Regions from separate parts of the Mus musculus genome. Here region 1 is linked to region 2. A link is a contact called in public Hi-C data. All regions are on one chromosome and are shown on one strand. Each heading gives the region's core, a stretch centred on a gene start, on an enhancer-like site or on the middle of the called end of the contact. The rest is flanking DNA. Distances are from core to core; before and after follow the strand shown.

Region 1 (5,887 bases), core at 296-2,795, 70 kb before region 2:
CATCCACAGAGGTCTTTTAAATGTCCTAATCTTTTCTCTTGAGTTAAGAGAAGCTCACCAGAGATGACCACGCAGTCACAGTGTATAGCTAATTGGAAGTCTTTATTGCAGCCAGCTTGGCTCACACCCAAGTGTTTCTGTGTAGGAGTGGCCCCAAGTATCCAGAGCATAGGGGTTTTCAGGAGCAGAGATCTCTTCCAGGCATCTTTCTCAGCAACTGCAAGGTGAGCTTCACAGAGTAAGCAGTTCAAAGAAAGAAGTTTTAACAGAAGCTAAGTAGTTAGCCAGGAAGGATTTTTGCACAGACTGGCAGGTAAGATAAAGGGTTAGCTACCTGGTAATGGTCCACACAAACAAGCAGTTTTAACAGACTGCTGGGAGATCCCAGCCTAGAATAAAGTTTAGGTCGTTTCCCATGGGATTCTCTATCAGAGATCAGAATCTAATTAAACCTGACTCAGCAAGAATACAAGATGGTGGAACCTCTGCACTGTCTTGTCCCACCACATTTGGGCTGCTGTTTATTTCTGTTCCTTCAAGAAGAACTATAGAACATTCTCTTATACTCTAAAATCTTCTAAATAGTTGAAAATGCAAGACTGGCTACCATGCCCCTTCCCATCTACATGCAATCTTGTCTAGAAAAATGACCTGTATAGCAGCTGTTTTTCTTTCGAAATAACTATTGAACAGTCACCAAAGGGGAGAAGAGAAATTAAAGACATTAACACCAAAACTGCTGATTAATCCCATCCTGTAAACAAAGCAAAAAAAAAAAAAATCAGACTTAGTACAGGTGTTTCCTTAAATGAGACTAATATGCAGATAGTTAAAAATTAACAAAGCATCAAGAAAGAGATAACTTGTGAGCCAAACGAGCAAAGCATCCGAGTAGGCTGTTCCTAACAGGCTAATGAGGCCACAACAAAGATAAGCTGGTTTTAATTACTTTCTCCATCCTCGTCTCTTTTCTCCATTTATATGCCCTTTCTGTCAACAATCCAGTTCTCTTGGATGTGAGGGAGCTGCGGCCCTCAGCCACCTTCGAATCTATCTTTTTTGAGAATGTGTTATTTCCGTGCCTTGAAGAGTAAGCAGCCTCGAGGTTTCCAGTGCACACATGGCCAGGTTCTTGGCAACAGCTTCTTGCTGGGTGATGTGCCGCTCAGATGCTGTCTTCACGACCAGAGTCTCATCTGACCATCCTGACAGACCTACCAGTATACTGCATTGTCTGCACCCTCGAGCTGCTGATGATATAAAGAAGACGCACTGAGGCAGAAGGAGCTGGCTCAGGGCTTCCAGCACAGCTTCCTGCCCGGACGGTTTTTCTCTTGTGTCCCACTGAGCAGTGGGCCTGATTCATCTGGTTGGAGTTCCACTGACACGAGATTGGGGAATCACTTGCAATCTCATTCTGCTGCAGTGTCAGAATTCCTCCCATGACATGCCAAGGAATGTGGGTGACATCACATACAGACTCAGACACTCCAAGGGGAAGTTACTTTTACCACAGGAGAGAGAGAGAAAAAAAAAAAAAACCAGAAAGTGGTGACTAATGGGGAAGCTGAGGCAGAGGTGAGTAGGAGGGGAGTGGCCTGAGCAGCTGAGGCTTGGCCACCTGGCCTTGTTGCCTTGCCAGACTGACCTCGTTTGTGGTGAGGCCAGTCTGCAGAAGGTCTCCCTGAAGGCAAATGTTGACATAATCTCTGCGTGTACAGCCAATCTAAGCAGTGTGGGGGTAAAGTGGGTGTTTTCTGGAAGTGTGTGGTGGGCTCTTTCAACAACCCTCAGAGGCAGCTCTCCAACATAAGACACGGGAAAGACGGAGAGAAGATGCCAGCAAGCTACATCAGTACAAGAGTGTCCGTGTCTCACATAAGCAGATGGCAGGATGGAGGCCATCTTGTTCATGCTGTTTCTGATTCAAAAAACCTGCTGAGCAGAGCTGGAAGGCCTTCAGAGTGAACCATGTGTGGGTATGTTCTTTGAGTCATGTTGACAGAGGAAGAGATTCCTCAGAGAGCAGAGAGGGGAAGGGAATACTGTTAGTACCTTGTGACCCCCACCTTTTGCTTCCCCAGGCAAAGGCTGGCTTAGATTGGCCACAGAGTGATCATAGTTCATGTTTTCATGCTTCTGAGGCATCATGGGGACTTATTCTATTGCATTTGCTAAATGGTTTATGTAGGTGTGAAATTTACATATCTGCGCATGTAAGCATATTGGTGTGTTGGCTCCAGTGTGTGGGTGCATATCTGTGCACATGTGTATGGTTGCCATAGGTCAGCCCACAGGCATTGTTTCTCAGGAGCAATCCATGTTACTTATTTATTTTTGAGGTCTCTCATTAGGACCTCTGATTGGACCGGGCTGTCTGGTGCCAAAGCCTCAGCCACCTCTCAGCCTCCCCATTGCTGGGATGGCGTCCGTCCGAGGGCCACTGTGCCTGACTTTATAAAAACGTGTATGTAGGAGGGAGACAAATCCTCATGCTTTCATGGCATGCATATACTACCTGAGCTATGTCTCCAGCTTTACACAGGCTTCTTTACGTCCTGCTTGCCCGATACCTCTAGCTGGGGAAAGGTATATCTTGACCTGTACATAGCTGGTGCTGTGTTTCTGACTGCTCTTCTGGTCTAGGGTAAGTGTTTATGCACATGGTTAGCAGAGCTTCCTGGGTTGGTAGGGTGACATACAAGAACATACTTCAGTTGCTATGCAGGCTCCTGTCTTCATGTGTCACCTGTTGTTTCGCATAATGTGCTACTATGCCCAAATCTCCCACCTCCCTCCGGGTTGGCTCCATTCTGCCTCCTTTTTGGAATGGTAGGTGATTTTGTTGTTGGTTATTTCAGAGTGAATCTTGCTCTGAAGGTGTAGGCTTCATTGCCATCTCACATCCATGAGACTTACAGGATTGAACGTGTGTTCTGCTCCTGCTTTCACATGCTGACCCTCGTGCATTTGACTCGGCAGCCTTTCTCTTTCATCTGTCGGCTCTTCCATCCAGGTAGGCTCAATTCCTCAACGCATGTTCAGCAAACATCAGTTGTGTGCTGGCTGCTAGAGCAAGAGTAACTAATGACACTGTCACTGGTTTGTGGGCGGAAGAGAAGGGTCTGTTCTACACTAAGAGGGACAGCCAAGGGTTTAAGGTATGGGATGGAGTGAGGGTTAGAAGCAAGGGCCTGTTGTGTCTGGCTGCAGTTACATTGTGCTCTTTGGTTAATACCATGGTTTTGCGGGGAGACCAGGGGTTCTCAAGGGTTCTTAGATAAGCTGAGAGCTTTGGACATTCTGATCTTCCTTCCTTCGGGTGGAGCTGGACATGTCTAGGTGCTGTGCACATGGCATCCTAACAGAGCTGGAAATTAAGTAGATAGAGGGCCAGAGAGCTAGGGGTGTGAATCAGTCCCTTCAAAGTACTATGTAGGAATGCTTTAACTCTGTCTAAAGTTCCGCCAATGGAACCCATCACACTTTAACCTGAAGCATCTGATACTAGTATTTCCTAAAGTTTAATCTGCATTCAAGTCAGCTGAGCGTTTGTTAAAGTGTAGGTCTTCCTGCAGCAGATTTGGGGTAGCACCTGAGATTCTGTGTTTCAAGCAAGTTCTGGGGTGTGGATGGGAAGACCATCCTCCAAGTATCCAAGCAACCAGAAAGCTATACTGTGGCATTTGCGGCAAGCAGGGAAAACTTAGGAGCGAAGATTTCAGACTAACTCAGTAGGGATCTAGGTTTCTGATATTAAGGATTTCTATACACTTCTCGTAGGTCTATGTGTGTGCACTTGTTCATATGTACATGATTGTGGAGGCCAGAGGTCAACCTCAGCTTTCTTCCTCCCCCGGTCCCCCCCCCCCACCCCCCAGACAGGGAATCTCACTGTACCTGAAGATCAAACTGATTTGCTTAGATTGGGTGGCTAGTGAGTCCCAGGGCTATTTATTTATTTATTAATTATTCAAATTGTCCATTTGTAAAATGATAAGTATGTATATTTTGCCAGTGGGTTATAACTGGCTTTGCCTGTACCCTCATGAACACTAGATCTAATCTTTAAAAGATGTTATTACCATACATCAATAGTATATAAAAATAGGGTACGTGAGGCACTTTCGTACATACATATTATGAATTTTGATTATATTCACATCATTATTTTCGTTTGTTCTTTTTTATTCCCACTGTTCCCTTCATCTTTTCAAACTAGTGATTTTGTTGTTGTTGTTGTCCTTTTTTGGGGGCGGGGGTCACAGAATGAATCTAATTGAGTTACAGGAGTGTGGGTTAAGGTTACAGGAACACAGACAACCTAGCCACTGGTTACACCACTTATGAAACTGTTTCTCTCTCTGCCAACAATGATTACTGTTTATTAGATATTCAGGGAGGGATAGACTCTATCTCTATGGTGGAATAGTGAGCAACTCAATCTTATGGATGTACTGCACAGGTCTGAGAGAGCTCATGAGTGCACCAGCCGTTATCATACCTGGAAGAGAGTGTTCTATAACACCCTACCCATTCATTCCATGATCCCTGTGCCTGGGAGAGGAGAGTGATATAGATGTGCAACTTATGGCTGTGTGTTCAACAGTCGCTTATGTTCAGCACTTGGTCTGGCAACGAGCTCTGATCACTGGAAAAAGAAGCTTCTGCAGCTAAAACCGGGAGCAGCACTGATCTGTGGAAGTAAGCATAGATATGCAGAAGACAGTGTGATAGGTGCACGCCCGTTTAGAAAAAAAAAACAAAGCAAAACAAATAAACAAACAAACAAAAACAACAACAAAAAACAAAACCAGTAGTAGCTCTCAAGCTAGGCCCTAGGACCTCCCCAGGCAAAGGCTTTTGATCAAGTTTATAATAGAATGAATTCCTTCCTGTAGAGCAAGCAGGCCTTAAATCTAATCGGAAAGCAGTTGGCTGTCTTCACAACAGCCATGCCTCTATTATACGACTGGGCCTGTCTTGTCTGGCTGGCTCATAGCATGCAGGGCCCCACAGCTAAGTAAGACTTTGATTTTTCTCCCTGAGCATTCCCTGTAGCACATTTTTCCCCTATGGAATCTAGCCAGCAAGGAGGCTTCTCTCTCAGTTCCTGCTTGGTTTTCATTGGCCTATGACCAGAGCCTATGGTATTTTTAGCAGTAAGATTACCATCTACCTCTGTTGTATTGTTTGAGACGAAATCAGAGGCCCCCCTAACCAGTAACTCACAGGGAGAATAGCCCACAGGAATACTCTACCCAGCCAGAGAGTCTCTGTATTCAAGCTCCTTTTCGACTTTTAAAATTAGCTAATAAATATTCTGCTCGCCTCCTGGCTTTTCCATACAGTTTTTTAATTTGGGTTGACCCTCTCTTCACCTCTCCCCATCTCCCATCCTCCATGTCCCCACTAAAACCTTTCACCTCCTGTGTTCCCTTCCCTACTTCCATATCATTTGTGTTCTCTCCTCTCCCCGCTGTTTATACTGGAGATAACTTTGATAAATTCTCTACATGTTTAGTCGATGAAAAAAATAAATGGTATTCTCATGTGTTAATTTGCATTTGCCTGAGTATCAGTGAAGGTTTTTTATTTTCTTGTCGACTACTTTTCTTGGGGTATAAGAGTATTAAACGCCTTTTTATTTATTTATTTGCTCACTTACTTATTATATGTTTTCCTCTTGCTTATCAGCTGTGAGTGTTTGTGAGACATGAAGGGAATGAGTCCTGCACTTCAGGGGCAGAGATAATTTGCTTACTTCTCATTAGCCCTTTAGAGCTTAAAATCAGTTTCCTTTATTGTTCCTTAATTCTTTTTGTTTGCTTTTGTACCCAGGAAGGCTTTGCCTTCTGATTTCAAGTGCATATATTTCCCTCTGTCT
Region 2 (5,286 bases), core at 1,420-3,919:
TTACTGATGTGTAGAAAATCCCACAGCCCAGCAAATATGTCTAACCTTGGGCAGGCTCCCCAGAAAAACTAATCTATGGCTCAACACAAAAATCTTCAACTTATTTACAACGTTGTGAGTTTTCTAAATGTTTTTGGGGGAGGGGATAACTTGAGCACACAGCTTTTGAGCATGAACTTTGTAGATGACAATGTCTTGTTGCAGTGTCAAACACTCTGACACCTGCAGAAGTCACCTCCAGCTTTTCCTTTGGAGGAATCATCTAGTATTCTTGTAAAATGTGAATTCCATGTGTTAAAGCTTTTCTAATAATTGCAGCAAAAAGGAGGCACATTTAGGGGAAGTTATATGCAGGTGGGAGAGCACACACTTAGTATTTGTGATGCCCTGAGTTCAGTCTCTAGAAACAAGCCCAACCAACCTACCAACCAACCAACCAACCAACCAACCAACCAATCAACTGATCAAAAAAACAGCAAAGGAGGAGATGGGAAGGAGATACAAGAAAGACTGTCTGGACATGGTTTCACTTTTATCCCAGCACAGGTGGATCTCCATGAGTTCGAGGCCAGCCTGTTCTACATAGCAAGTTCACTGACCAGCCAGGGCTACATAGTGAGATCCTATTTTAAAAATAGTAATAAAAAGGAAGAGAAGAGAGAAGGAAAAGGAAGGAAATGCTGCTTTTAGGAATTTTGTGTGTGGTCCTCCTGCACTGGAGGTTCTGGGGCGGTGCTGCTTCCTGTGGTGTCTCATCCTCTGAAACCCAGTTCCTCAGCCTTCACCCTCTCTTGTCTTCTTCAGGGCCCCCTTTTGTCCACAGCTCAGCGTGCGTCCTTCCCTTACAGGGGCCAGCCATGTTTACTAATGAAAGCTTGCTTTTGTGCTTGGCCACCCCCTGCCTTATGAAACATTTCTATTTCTTCAGCGACTTAGAATAGTTTTTGCATAAAAATAACCTTGAAATGGTAGTGGCTCTTCTTGATATTTTGTTGTGGTCATTGGTTTTATTTACTTATTTATTTTGATAAATAAAGACTGGTAAAATTGAAAGCAGAATAAAATGCACGTCCCATAACTCATGCAGAAAATGTTTACTAAACATAAAGACTGTCATATGGTATAAGTACATTAAAAATGAAGTCAAACGATTTCTCGCGTCCACAGCAATTCAGACCATCAGACAGGCCCCACACCTGCATTTGCTTATGTAAGATCCCTTTCATAGGCCCCAGTTAATATTTGTGGAGGGAAGTAATTACTGAAATGATCCTGCCCTCCCTCTCCTAGTTCCCACCTCTGGGAAGTTCTGTGCCTTGAAACTGGGGGTAGCGGGGGTGGGGGGGTGGGGAGTCCACTAACATGACACACTTGTTTGCTTCCAATCCTGCTTTGGTTTAGCTGTTATTTGATGCTTGGTACATGCAAGGCTTATTTGATGGTTACTGTTTTTGCCTTTTCCCTGTTCTTCCCAGCATGCCCAATGACAGCTGTGTTTTGCTTTGTGTATGTTTGAATAGACTTGAGGATTGCTGCTAGCATTCCCTGGGAGAACTCATCTGAGCTCTGCCATGTTTCTGCATGATTCTGGGCAGTTTTGTGAGTTATTGATTTGGTTCCTCTAAAGCAAACAATAGTCTCCAAGGTTAAGAACCTTCTACCCTTGTAATGGCAGAGAGTGAATAGCCAGCCACGCCAACGTCTGTCTTTCTGAGGATGGTTGGAAGCCTGTCATTAGGGTATAGAAAATGCCAGTGTAATGGTGCAGATTTGTTTAATTGTTTTCCGGGTGTGGGGTTGGTGGAGAGAAGGTAAACCTTAATTCTTTTGCTGTTTCTCTGTGTTTAGAGAAACAGTCACATAGCCACACACAGGTTTCTGCTATAACCATCTTTAGATAGCCATGATTGTAGCATCTAGCTGCTAAAGAGAACTTAACAAAGATCGTGGTCTGGGAATCTTGTGCTTCAAATAAGAAGGGCTTGAAGGGGATGCAGGGCTACTCCTGACTTTGTTTAGGAGGATAGGTACAGCAATGTGAGGGAGTAGAGGACCGGACAAGCAGGGAAGGCTGGGGTCATTTTTTCCCCCTGACTGGTCATCATTTCACCTGTGGAGGTTATGTAAGGCATATTAAACCACTTGCTACTTCTTGTTGCTGGAGTGTGGGATATGTTTAAAGCATGTCATTTCCTCAGTGTGGGTCTGTTTGCACCCAATCTAAACTCCTTGTTTTGGAGACAGCAGATCCAGTATGGCCCTCAGCTGTGTATTTCAAGAGGTTTTTTATAACAGGGTTGGTCTGTGGCACTCCTGGGGAGTAGCGCTTGGCGGGCTTACAAAACCGCTCTGTTGCAGCGATGACATACTTTGTGTGGTTCTGGAAGCTAAATAAAACACGGGAAAGAGATAGTAAATAAAATAAAGAGCACACCTATGTAATTATTGCCAGAAGCGAACATGTGAAACCCTAAATTTGACTGTGGTGCAGGCACCTGAAGATTTATGAGAATAGACATTGTTCCCAGATTAAATTGTCAGGAAAGCAGCAGCTACCAAACGTCTTCTTTAGATAAAATAGTTTTTTAAATGTTCTGTTCACTGGGGAAGCAGAGAGCAGATGGCCACTGAGCTGATCCCACCAGCCTTCATGGGACATTGTAGAAGCAGCTGGGCTATTCAGCGTTGCTTATTTTCTGCTAGGAGACTGGCTCTCTCTGTCTCTTTGTCTCTTTGTCTCTCTGTCTTGGTCTCTCTCTCTCTTTCTCTCTCTGTCTGTCTCTCTGTCTTTCTCTGTTTCTCTGTCTCTGTCCTCCTTCTCTCTGTGTGTATGTGTGGGTGTGTATATATGTGTGTGTGTGTGTGTGTGTGTGTGTGTGTGTGTGTATGTATGCAAGTGCACACAGCCACGTGCAGCCATGCTTATGCATGTGTGCATGTTTGTTCGTGCACGTGTGTTCATGCCCATGGAGGTCAGAGGTCGACATTGTCTTCCTCTCTTGTAATCTCCATGGCGTTTGTTTGTTTGTTTGTTTGTTTGAGACAGACACCAACCTGGAGCTTGCATTTATTTATTTATTTATTTATTTATTTATTCATCCATCTATTTGAGACAGTGTTTCTCACCAACCTGGGGCTCAGTGACTTCCTGGCTGGCAAGCAGATGCAGGGGTTCTCCTGTGCTTGTCTCTTTCCCCCCAGTTCTCAGGAGACAGTGCATCATGCCTGCTGGGTATCTGAACTCAGGTCTTCTTGTTTGCCTGTCAGGCAGTTCCCCCACTGAACTGGATTTTACGATGTGGTGGCTTTGTGACTTTACAACAATGGACTGTTTACATGCTAACAGTTCTAGTTTCAGACTCTTACCCAAGCCTGTGGTTCAGGTCTTTGGCTTTTCCCGTGGCCATTTCTGTGAGCTCAGGGTTTTCCCACTTACTTACTGTTTTGTCTCTTGGTAGATGCGTTCAGGTGGGTTATCAGGGCTAACCTTGACGACTACTTCTTTGGGAGTTTTGCAACTAAGAAAACTGAGGCTGTAGGTGAGATAATTTTCAGAAGGCCACATGAACACCAGATGTCGACTCCATCCCCATCTCTGTCCACCTAAAACCACGCCACCTCATTAGTCTGCCCTACCAGCCACCATCCAGTGCCAGTGGGCCAAGCCAGTCCTGGCACTTCTGTAACTTTGGCTAGCTTTTCCAGTTAGATGAATTGAACTGTGCATCTAACATGACCCATATATCCATGGCTTCTTCCATTTAGAGAACACAGCACAGTGTTCTCTGCATAATGCACATCGGTGAATTTCTGCCTTAGGTTCCTTGAGCTCCATGAACAGATGAGAAAGCAGGTGCAAAGGTCAGTGGTCTTTACCCTTCTCTCCACCTGGTGAGAATCCTATTCTGGAGGCTTGCTTAGACTTTCTCCAACCCATCTGTTCATTCACGTGCTTTCCCATTTGTGTGAGACTAAACGCTGTGCACACACTCATGCCTTTTTATTTTTAGCGAGAAGGACAACCAACCACTCATTCTGTGTGTACCGTGTCAAGCACCGGGCTTGATATCCTGCGGAGCTTGTCTCTTTTCAGTTTTGTTTTTAACAGCTTGGAATGCAGTTCTGAGATAGAACACTCGCCTAGAATGAACATGGCCTTGGAGTCCGTTTTCAGTACCGCACATGCTTGCAAAATAGTTGTTAGCTGTTCAAGTAAATAAAGATAGAATCCTTTAGCTCTCACAGCGGCCCTGGGAAAGGCCCCTTTGTCCTGTGTTATAAGGGGGGGGGGGGTGAAACTCAGCAGGAAGAAGCCACTTGCTCCAGTCACAGTAGATAGGGTTTAAAAACATACTAGGACCCTGCCTCTAATGGATTCCTGAGGCTGTCGACTCGTTTTATTGTACTGAATTTTATTTTTATTTTTCCTCCCCCTCCCTGGCCCCCATTGCTCAGGATTTTACCTAGAACCTTGTTCATGCTGGTCAAGTACTCCATCACTAAGATCTGTCTTCTGGAGATGTTTTTGTTTTGTTTTGTTTCACTTTGCTTTGCTGTTGTTGTTTTAATACTCAAGTTGAGGCGAAACTTACACTGAGTGAGTGCACATACCATCCATGTACCGTTTGATGAGATCTGATAAATACACACATTCACGTCACCCTCCATCCAGCCATCAGCATCTATTGGCCAAGAAGTTTCTTCCTATTCCTTTTCCTATTGGCCCAGCCACCCAGAATTAGCTCTCAGGGCTCCTGAACATCATAGAAGTCTAGAGTATGCATGCATGCCTCTCCCTTCATTTACCCTTCATACTGTTTCTAAAGGGGTGATATCTGCCACACTTCAGGCTCGTTGATTTTCATTTCTCGACCAGCATCCCCTTTCATGAACATGTGTCTGCTCACTCTCCTGCCGATAACACTTCGGTTGCTTCTCTTCCGGGGCCATCATGAACAAGAGCGATGTGAGTGTTTGTGTGCCTGAGAGGGTTTTTGGTTTTGTTTCTTTGCGTTTTGATTTTTTCTTCTTTTGAGAACACATGTCTTCATTTTCTTTGTGTAAATACATCCCTATCTGTTCACCAATGGGATCATGGAGTGGAAGCATGTACCACTTCCTAAGGAACTCCAGTTTTCCAAACTATCTGTCTGTACTGGCTAGTTTTGTGTCAACTTGACACAGCTGGAGTTATCACAGAGAATGGAGTTTCAGTTGAGGAAATGCCTCCATGAGATCCAGCTGTAAGGCATTTTCTCAATTAGTGATCAAGGGGGAAAGGCCCCT

Evidence for each region. A called contact is a pair of places that touch in the nucleus more often than the background predicts.
Region 1: a contact with region 2 is called in a Hi-C map of cerebellar granule neurons, with 2.0 times the contacts expected there. The contact joins two enhancer-like sites. A contact is called at or near these places in 6 of 484 Hi-C or Micro-C datasets (bone marrow-derived dendritic cells, cerebellar granule neurons, granulosa cells and 3 more) and 3 of 115 datasets of contacts at active chromatin or transcription factors (CD8 T cells, effector CD8 T cells and memory CD8 T cells).

Annotation. Positions count from the first base shown.
Region 1 is chr10:8,495,084-8,500,970 of GRCm38.p6, reverse strand. The region is part of intron 1 of Ust (uronyl-2-sulfotransferase); the gene reads left to right. Among named protein-coding and RNA genes, the nearest start is that of Ust, 21 kb to the left of the region's middle. Within about 2 kb of position 1,545, at least 36 of the 459 cell types and tissues checked have an H3K27ac peak or open chromatin away from gene starts, as enhancers often do. A contact at or near this core is called in cerebellar granule neurons, where this site is marked.
Region 2 is chr10:8,426,589-8,431,874 of GRCm38.p6, reverse strand. All of the region lies in intron 1 of Ust (uronyl-2-sulfotransferase), which reads left to right. Among named protein-coding and RNA genes, the nearest start is that of Ust, 90 kb to the left of the region's middle. Within about 2 kb of position 2,669, at least 18 of the 459 cell types and tissues checked have an H3K27ac peak or open chromatin away from gene starts, as enhancers often do. A contact at or near this core is called in cerebellar granule neurons, where this site is marked.